Linked DNA regions of Mus musculus: region 1 is linked to region 2. The links are chromatin contacts, called in public promoter capture Hi-C maps. All regions are on one chromosome and are shown on one strand. The core of a region is the stretch at or near the end of the contact, and the rest is flanking DNA. Distances in the headings are between cores, read along the strand shown.

Region 1 (5,234 bases), core at 634-3,133, 160 kb after region 2:
TGAAGTGCTGAATTTTGTAACACATTTTCTGACCAATACTTTGTTTCTCAGAGGGATAAAATTACTACTCCAAGATGGGGGAGCTCAGGCTTAAATGATCTTACTTTGGTTCATACAAACCACATAAGTCAGACTATGGTGGCACACGCCTTTATTTCCAGCTATCAGAAAGCAGAGACAGGTGGATCTTTGAGGCCAGCTTGGTCTACAGAGAGTTCCAGGATAGCCAGAGCTATACAGAGAAACTCTGTCTTTGAAAACAAACAAACAACAACACATACAAAAAGAGAACCATTTAAAAGGAATGTCTTAGAATTGGTGGCTAAAATAGTGACAAAATGTAAAACCCAAATACCTGGAACTACTCGTATGTTTTGTATGAGACAAAGGGTGTTCTTTGGGCTTTGTTCCAGAAAAGTGGCAAAGCAAGTTCAAGTGGATTCCTATCAGCCTACATTTCATGAAGGACTGCTCTACTCCTCATTTTGATCACTTGTTGCTTCTTGCATGCCTAGAGTTGCTGTTGTGATAACTAAAAGAACAGGGGCTTTTTAAGTAAAGGAATGAGTAAGTTAAATGGAAGCCAAAAATATACTTTGCTCCTCTGGGAACCAACTAAAGAATATGTAACAAGTGTTATTTATGGCCATCCTTACATACCCCTCTTATTCTCTTCTAATCAAAAGATAGGTCTGGGGGTGATGAAATGTCACCTGTTGCCAAGCCTGATGACCTGAGTTCAGTCTCCAGGACCCATGTGGTAGAAAAAGTTGTGGTACTCAAATTCCCTGACAAAATATATACTGAAGCTTTTAGCTGACATTAAACCACTTGTATAGATGAAAGTGCCTTGGAAAATCTCATTACATAATGTTGTACTGATTTCTATACACATACAAAAAAGCAAACCTACTCATGCACAAACAAATAAATGCAGTAGCAGAGGTGGTGGTGGTGGTAATAGGCAAGAGCTACAGCTAGCACCGTTTCTCTGAGTAGGTGCAGGAGGGGAACAGAGGGGAGCTCCAGCACAAGTAAGGCAGAACCTGGACTGAAGCAGAGTAGAAAGGAAACAGCGAATAAAGCTGGGTGTGTAATGGGAATACTGACACCATGAACTGAAGAAACCCATCCGGCTGGGGACAGTGAAGACAGGCTTACCGGGATCTGCTGGATCTCTCCTGTGTTGGTAATGATCTGCTGCATCACCTGCATGGTCTGTCCAGTGCCACTCTGGGTCTGCTGGGCCTGACCCTGAGGTTGGGCCTGTACAATCTGCACCTGCTGACCTTCTCCAACCTGCATGGTCACGGGTGTGGTCTAGAAGGAAGAGCCAAGAGAAAGCTGTTTGAGCTCTGGCTGGGAGCCTGCAGTAGTAAACTGGAAGCTCACACACTCCATTACTGCCTAAATTTGTCACCCTCTTAACATGCAGCCCAATGGTTGTACAACACAGCTAGAGTTAAGTCTGAAAAAGAAACAAGAAAGCCAAACCAAGTTTTAGGTTCACAGTGCAGAATATCTAAGCTTAAATGTTGCAACTCCATAGTCCTTCTGTGATGGCAGAGTGCATATAAAATAGGGAAGAAAAAAAAAAAATCAAAGCAATCATGACAACTGACAGAAACAGACCCATGTCAAATTAGGGGAAGGCGAATCTAGAGGACACCAGGAAACATGAAGTGGAGCCTATGTGAATGCACTATATTTAGGGTCCTAGACTGTATTGTAGGCATGAAAAACAATGAAAGGCAAACAAAGCACAAAGGCTCATCTCTCAGGCTAGGCCTAGCGCATGTGGGCTCTCATCCACTCAAGCAGCAGAGTGAACCTGGCCCAGCTTAGCCAGACAGTTGCTACAGATTATAGCAGAGCTCCCCACAGGGGTGAAAACATCAGATGCTGACAACTCAACAAAGCCTACCCTCATTCAGCAGCACCCAGCAACGCAATAGCTTGAATAGTCAAGAATGAAGAGTCCAGATTTAAGACATTTGTGCCTTATGTTCATGACTTGTACTTAGCAGCTTTATCACTATGAAGCAGACTCTAAATCCCAAGACCTTAGCCCCTAATGTAGCTTTGTTTAAAAGGTTTTTAGAGACAGGGTTTCCTGTGTAGCTTTCGATATCCTGGAACTCACTTTGTAGACCAGGCTGATCTCAAACTCATAACAGATCTACCTGCCTCTGCCTCCCAAGCTCTGGGATGAAAGGTATTCGCCAACACTGCCCAGCTTCTTAGATGTGACTTTTACAGAGAAATGAACGCAGTGTATCTGACCTGTCTAAAAATGGGAATGATGGGAGATTGGTGGAGTACCTGTACCTGTAGTCTCATCCCACATCAGACATGATCTTCCCTGCTCTGAGCTAACAACCCTGACAACCAGATGATAGGGAGAGTCTCAAAGTATCATAGACTTCAAATGATGTTGCTGTTCTAATGTTAATTCTTGATTGCACAGGTGCCCCAGATGTAGTAACTTGGTAACTAAAACTAGGGTGGGGGAAGGGTGTGTGTGTGTGTGTGTGTGTGTGTGTGTCATAGAAACTAGAGAAGAGATTTAAGAGATTACTCAGTAGGAAAGAATGACTGGAAGAGGAGAGACAGCATTCTCAGTATAAGTCTCCTTGGTAGGTTGGACAACAGCAAATAAATAATCTCTTCCACCTGTGTAGCATGATGCTACATCTATTCCTGACCTCCAGAAGGGAGTTCCCAACAAAAAACAAAAAACACAGAATTCACTTCAGCACACTTCCTTCCAACTTTATTATAATGTATATCCTACCTTAGGAAAGATACCTGCACTTAAAATGAAACAACCTTCACTACTCACTCACTATGGGTCTAGGGAGGTGTGACCTAGCCCCTGGCTACCCTAAACCTAAAGCAGGACAGCAATACAACTTCATCAACCTCACAAGCTTTCTCAGCTCCAAGCCCAGCAGGTCTCAGCTGGCAAGGAAGACAGATGAAATCTTTGCTGACCAAAACCAAGCATGCTGCCAACCCATCACTGTACTCCACCAACCCAATTTTTGAGAGTATTTCCAAGGTATTCTAAATTGTTTCAAGAAAATGAGGACTTGTATTAGCATGGAAGCTGCTAAATCACCCATAGTGTGCCCTGCTGTAAGCCCAACAGCCATGGACTTCTTGGGTCAATCAGTCAATCAGGGCCAGTCCTTGGCAGCCTCTCTTTAAGTTCACTCAGTAAAGGGACAAAGCCTTTGGCAGGTAAAGATTTCTCACTGCAGAGGCACAGGGCATTAGGGTGCAGTGAATCCTGAGACAAGGACTGGGCCATAATCAGTTTTGAACCTTGTTTGCCTAGTAGTGTCCGACAGAGAGAGTACTCAATATACTTCTATTTTATGAGTAAATGAACAAGAAATAAATCCTAAAGTCAAAAAAAAAAATTAAATCCATCCCACCCCAAACAAACTTAGTTCTTCACTAGAAATATACAAGACTCTCTAGGATATGTTTCCTAGACTTGCCTAGATAGCTCTCATACTAATTAAATTCACATCATTTCCTTTGCCGTTTCTCACTTTTCTGTCTGCTTGCTCTACTTGCTTGTTTTGAAACAGAATTTCATACAGCTGAGTCTTGTCTCAAACTCTTGATTCTCCCCCCATCCCCCTTCCAGTGTGCTGGAATTATACACGTATGCCACCATGCCCAGCTATTTCTCATTTCTAAGCGGCTGGCTGTGCTGGAGCTTTTGAGTAGCAACACCATGCTTTCCCAAAGTATTAACACTTCCAGTGATCCCTCTAAAAGTTACATTATTCTTTTCAGGAGCCTCTAACCACCTTTTCTCCCACCAATTTCTCATATCTTTGTCAGATACTCTTTTGATAACACTCTGTATATAATTCTAAGGCTGACTTAGTTTTACTCATCCCACGTGATGATATAACCTTTAAAAATATTTGTATTCCCAACTAAGACTACTGTGAATTCCTTGAAAATCAGGATTTTTTTATCCATGCTTATGTCCCCAATACCTAGCATAAGACTTTACTCACAGAGGATGCTCACTGATGAATAAATAAAGTAATGACTGACAGAATTGGGATTCAGAGCTCACAGTACTGAGTCCTCTGCAGCCTCTCATGACTCCCAACGGATGGTACTGCTCTCAACAGTACTATGGGGGAGAAAAAAAAATCCTCTGATTACTATTGTCAAAGGAAAAGGTCACCTGACACAAATACAGTAGGACAGAGACCTGCCAGAAAGGAGAGGTATGCAAGCTAGCAATAGTACTGCTCTCCCTTTAACAACAAATTCCAGTCCTGGCATAGACAAGTAGCAGGTATGGAGTCCACTGAAAAGATCTTTTACAGACATCCCACTACTGTTCATGGGTGCATTAGTGAAAATTTTTTTCCTTCTAATATATCTGGGCTCATAGGGATCCTGGAGAACATCTTGTCCACTGCACTTTCCTTATCTGACCTAAGAGGAAAACAGGGTCCAGAGAGATTAGGGTGATACTTTGCCTCTGTGACTTAATGTGGGGGAAGCTCAGGTTTCCAGACATCAAATGCAGCACTCTGTAAGGATGTGATGGCCTCTCTCTGTACTGGTCACACTTGCCCCACCCAAACCTAAGAGACACTGTGTTACTAGGTGGGTACTCCCTGCCACTCACAGACCTGACCCTGCTGAGGCTGTGCAATGATGATCTGTCCAGGCTGGATGGTGGTCGTAGAACTGGTGGTCTGCTGGCCTTGCTGCTGTCCCTGGACCTGGACAGCAGTGGGCTGCTGAGCCAGCGTGAAGTAGTACTGGACAGGCTCCGCAGGAGTCACAGACTGGCGTACCTCCTCCTGTGGGGTGGAAGGAGAAGCAGGTAAGGGGAAAAAAACCGACTCAGCAACCGCCACAGTGAATTTCCACTCTTCCCTGAAACAGGCTATGTGCAGTTGCCTGCCGAATGCTGAGCTCTCCACATTTGCAGTCAAAGGAGAAGTGGAATTTGGAGACCAGTTGTGCTAAATCAAACTAAAAATAACAGTTTCTATAGGCTTCACAGAACATACAGCCAATTTTCTGAAGTCCCGAGTAATCATCCATTGTGTGATGAGTTGCAAACAGGCAAATAATTACCATAAGCAACAACCATGCACCAGCAGAGCTTGTCAGTAGATTCTGTCAAAGCCTGCGATGGAAGATGCTACCCAAACTTAATATCCCCAAGTCCCAGAAGGGATCTA
Region 2 (4,875 bases), core at 1,394-3,893:
GAACCTGGGTCCTCTGGAAGAGCAATTAGGTCTCCTAACTGCTGAGCCATCTCTCCAGCACCACAGAGAAAGGCTCTTAGGGTACGTGCTCTTTGATGTAGTCCAAGAAGAGAAGGAGCTGAAGAGGGTTCAGGGCAGGCAGGTTGCCCACGGTGCTGGGACTGACTGGGCACATGAGCACCACTGAGGGAGCCTGGAGTCTGCCCTCTGAGACTTGTACGGTGAGGAAGCCCAGGCCACGAGGAAAGGGCCTGTGCATGGAGCAGGGCCGGGAACTGGGAAGGACCAGGACCAGGACGAGAGCGGGTGCTGCAGGCCGGCTGGGTCTGAGAATCAGGCTGCATGGTCACAGCCATTGGTGAAATCCTGGCTTGAAAAGGCTAACGAGGCTGTTTTCCTGGATAGTTCCTTGGAGCCTTGGCATGATGTGGTGTCTCAGGTCCCAAGACAGGGATTTATGAGCCTCGTTTCCGACAAGGCTTATTAACCCAACAGCACATTTGTCATAAAGGGGAAAGTGGATGGGCCAAGGGCTTGGAGCAGAGGAGAGTCTCTGTGACTGAGGAGTCCCAGGGCTCTCCTAGAGAGCAGCTGGAAGGCTGAAGGAACCTGAAGCAAGGTAGTGACAGGGCTGAGCCTGCGCGCACGCACGCACGCACACACACACACACACACACACACACACACACACACACACACACCCTTCAGGGATAATCTTGGTTGTCAACTCGATTGAATCTGGAATCAACTAAAACACAGTCTGCTGGACACTCCTGGGAGGTGTCTCTTGGTCAGATTATTTGAAGCAGGAAGGGCCATACTAACTGTAGGAGGCAGTATCTGGTGGCAGCCTAGGTGAAAGGGTATGCAAGGAAGAAACGTTGCTTTTTTCCTGCTTGCTTTCGCTTTTGCCTGCAAGTCCACCCATCCTGCTGCTGTATAGTCTAGTTTCACTGCATCCGGTAAGCCCACCTAATAAATTCCTTTTTAGTAACATCCATCCTATCATCTCTGCTCCTTCAGAGACTGACTAATACAAGTGCTCTACAATGCCCATATGGTTTCCCCTACACCAAAGCGGGGAGACCGGAGACTCATAAAAGCTGATGGCTCCTCTCCTCCTTGCAAGTGGCAGCCAATTATTAGATCTGGCTAAAGAGCCCAGGGAGCTCTTGGTGCTGTCCCCTGAGAGCTTCCAGAGAGAACAAGAGGCCATCAGTGAGCAGTATGGGCTCCTCCCAACAACATATCCCCAGGAGACTAAAACTAGAGCCACCATGGTGGGGGAGGAGGGTGGGCTTCGGACTACCTGTACCTTTCTGTCCCACTCTGTCCCCTTTGTGTGAATGGACACTCATTCAGAGTTCCAGTCATCTCTGTCACCTTCTGCTGGGTAAACTGAGCAAGCAGGTCACCTCCCGGGTCTGAGTCTCAGTATCACATGTATCAAGATGGCAGCTCTTGTTCCTCCTGCTCCATCTGGCTGAGATGTGGCTCTGCTTGGAGAATCCCTGACTAGCACACACAAGGCCCTGGGTTCAATCCCCAGCACTACATAAATTCAGGTGGGATGGCACATATCTGTAATCTCAGCCCTGGAGAGGTAAACACAGGAGGATTATTGCACGTTTAAGACATGCCTGAGCTACATAGTGAGTTCTAAGCCAGCCTGGGCTACAGCGTGAGACCCTGTCTCAAAACCAAAAATGGCAAAAGAAACCATGAATAAAGAGGAGAGTACTGTTGTGTGGGGTCATGATGAGGACCAGCATTGACTGAATATAAAATATCCCCCAGAAACCTTTCTGAGAGTCACATACAAAGCTGTGTAAGTCACCAGAGCTGGGATGTGTACCCAGGGCCCACACACTCAGCTGCTCCTTCATCTTCTACAGCAAGTACCACATAAACTCTGTGTGGGAGACCATGAGAGCCAGAGTTCCCAATAAGCAGTTTCCCGGGGCTCCTGCCGAGGCCTGGCCTGGAGAGTTCCAACAAACTCATGCATCCATCACCTCTCACTCCCCTTACACTTTCCAAATGTGTGTATGGAAGGCTGGGGAGAGGCTCAGTTGGAAAATGCTTGCTACACAAGCATGAGGACCCGAGTTCAATTCCAGACACCATGCTGTAGAGTACAAGCCTGGGTATAGTGGTGTTCCCTTGTAATCCCACCACTAGGGAGGTGGAGGCAGATCCTGAAGTGTGCTGGGTGTCCAGCTCTGCATACATAACAAGCTCCAGGCCAACAAGGGGCCTTGTTCATAAAAGCAGGGGGTGGGGTGACACCCAAGGTTGACCTTTTGTGCGGCCAGGGTAGCAGGCTTGGAGCAAGAGTGGGGTTGAGGTATGTCCAAATCCCTGGAAATCTCCTGAAACTGACAGGAGTAAGACTCCTCCCTCCCTGCCTCCCTGCCTCCCTGCCTCCCTGCCTCCCTGCCTCCCTGCCTCCCTGCCTCCCTGCCTCCCTGCCTCCCTCCCTCCCTCCCTCCCTCCCTCCCTCCCTCCCTCCCTCCCTCCCTCCCTCCCTCCCTCTCTGCCCTGGACCTGCTTGTACCAGCTCACCCATGCCCTTACCTTTACCCCTCGAGAGGAGGTTACAGTGCTGCTGGCCAGGTAAACTTCCTTTCCCCAGCAGCACACAGAGTTCTTATGCAAATGAGACATCCCCAGCACCCAGGCCTGGACCAATGGTGTACACTTACCCCATAGCCTCTACCCACTCCTCAAAGGCTTTAATCGCCTTTGTTCCTCACAATTAAATGAGCTGCTCAATGAAGCCTGCCTCCTGAGAAGTCTGTTTCTCTCCATGCTTGTCTGAGGTCATGCCGATAAGGGAGGGGAAGCAGCATGGGGACAACAACCTCTGACCTCCATGCTTACACACACACACACACACACACACACACACACACACACACACCCCTACCTGCATACATACAAACACACACAGTGTCTATTTAAGTGACACGGAGCTAGGATTGCACAGCAAGGGGAGGCTTGGGGTGCAGGGGCAGCTCTCGGTCAGGGGTGTCCTTCTGCCAGCTACCTGAAGGAAGTGCCCTGGCAGAATCAGCAGTTATGAAGGCTTGAAGAACAAAGTAGGATCCGAAGGATTCCCAGTGTGGAGCCAGCGTGCAGTCGTCACACGGAGACTCCCTGAGCAATGGGTGCAGTGGCAAGCAGGGAGGGTTTCCAGAGAAATGTGAGCTGGCATGCATTAGACTCCATTTCCAGGGAAGTTTTATGTTTGTGGAAAAATTTGATGTGAAATACAGAGTTGCCTTTCACACCAAACCATCCACTTTCTCTTACAAATGTACTCTCATATTTGTTTGTCTGTCTATCATCTATCTATTATTTGTCTACCTATCTATCTACCTTTCTATCACCTATCATTATCTTTGACTTTTACACACACATAGGCACACAGACACACCAGATACACCAGACACACACACACACACACACACACACACACACACACACACATCCTATTTCAGTGCCTTGCACTGGTGTGGCACATTACTCCCAGCAGGATCTAATTGACTGCAGCCCATAGTTTGTGCCGTACATGGGTTCTGCGCCTGTAGGACATGGGTCTCCCAAGCCACACTTCGAGACAGGAAGTTTCACTGCGCTCCAGACTTCCTGTGTTCTATCATTTCTCCTTGAGCTCCATGGCAACTGCTGACCCTTTAACTGGCACCATCATTTTTTGCTTTTTCTGGAATAACCAATAGTTGGGATCAAAGAGGGATTGTGATGGTCTGAAGAAAAAGCAACACCTAGCCCGTAGACTCAGGCATTAGAGAGCTTCATCCGAGGCTGGTGCACTACTTGCAGAAGTTTAGGAGGTGCAGCCTTGCTGGAGGAAGTATATCACCGAGGATGAGGGTTTACAGCTGTGTCTCACGTCCAGTTTGTGTGCTTGCTCTCTGTTTCATGTCTGAAGCAAAAGATGTGATCTTCCAGCTTCCCCCTCTAGCCTCCATGTCAGTGCCTCTCTTGCTGCTACACTTCCCTACCATGGTGGACTCTTAGCCATCACACACTGTAAGCTAAAATAAACTCTCTTCTCTAAGTTGCTCTGGTCGTGGTGTTTGGCCCCAGCAACAGGACAGTGACTGATGCGGGTCCCTTTTCAGATTGCCTTTGGTCACTTGTTATGAATTTTTTTTTTATAACTATCAGTCATGCTATCTGTTCCGTAGATAACAAGAGGAAGAAGGCAGAGATAATGGCTGGGAAGCTGGTGAGGAGGCAGCCTCCAGGAGCTCAGTATGCAGGGACAGACTAGTGGGAGAAAATGCAAACACAGACATCCCATTTCTGGGAACCTCTGAGAGCTGCCAGTGTCAGATTACAGGGAAATCATGATAGAATTGGGGGTCAGTGTGACATGAGGGTGAGCCAGGCCTGGAGAGAGCAGCATATTAAAGTTCCCCTAAGTAAGGTCTCCCTAAGGTTTGCTTTGTTTGGAGTATGCTTTCGTTTGTTTTTTCAGAACAGAGACTCCCTATGTGACCCTGGCTGGCCTGGAACTCACTATGTAGATCAGGTTGGCTTTGAACTCACAGAGCTCTGCTTTCCTTTGCCTTCCAAGTGCTGAGATGAAAGGTGTGCACCTGGTGGTGGTGGTGGTGGTGGTTAGTGGTGTTCTTGTGTGTGTGTTGTTTGTGTGAGACAGAGTCTTTTTTTTTTCTTTCTTTCTGTTTTTTTGAGACAGGGTTTCTCTGTGTAGCCCTGGCTGTCCGGAACTCACTCTGTAGACCAGGCTGGCCTCAAACTCAGAAATCCACCTGCTTCTGCCTCCCAAGTGCTGGGATTAAAGATGTGTTGCCACCACTGCCCGGCGAGGCAGTCTTATATAAC

The links. Capture Hi-C pulls out chosen DNA fragments and counts their contacts.
Region 1: a contact with region 2 is called in a promoter capture Hi-C map of pancreatic islet. The contact joins two enhancer-like sites. A contact is called at or near these places in 24 of 39 promoter capture datasets (the 3T3-L1 cell line, the C10 cell line, the HPC-7 cell line and 15 more), 1 of 15 datasets of contacts at CTCF or cohesin (the G1E-ER4 cell line), 114 of 484 Hi-C or Micro-C datasets (the 3T3-L1 cell line, 3T3-L1-derived adipocytes, the AML12 cell line and 70 more), 8 of 115 datasets of contacts at active chromatin or transcription factors (bone marrow-derived dendritic cells, cardiomyocytes, embryonic basal ganglia and 3 more) and 4 of 9 other capture datasets (adipose tissue, embryonic stem cells, liver and 1 more).

What each region holds. Positions count from the first base shown.
Region 1 is chr4:120,764,053-120,769,286 of GRCm38.p6, forward strand. Nfyc (nuclear transcription factor-Y gamma) reads right to left here. Exons shown (of 10, transcript NM_008692.4): 6 at 4,674-4,847; 7 at 1,162-1,320. Among named protein-coding and RNA genes, the nearest start is that of Mir30c-1, 3.0 kb to the right of the region's middle. Within about 2 kb of position 1,884, at least 5 of the 459 cell types and tissues checked have an H3K27ac peak or open chromatin away from gene starts, as enhancers often do. A contact at or near this core is called in pancreatic islet, where this site is marked.
Region 2 is chr4:120,604,463-120,609,337 of GRCm38.p6, forward strand. All of the region lies in intron 2 of Gm8439 (predicted gene 8439), which reads left to right. Among named protein-coding and RNA genes, the nearest start is that of Gm8439, 18 kb to the left of the region's middle. Within about 2 kb of position 2,644, at least 10 of the 459 cell types and tissues checked have an H3K27ac peak or open chromatin away from gene starts, as enhancers often do. A contact at or near this core is called in pancreatic islet, where this site is marked.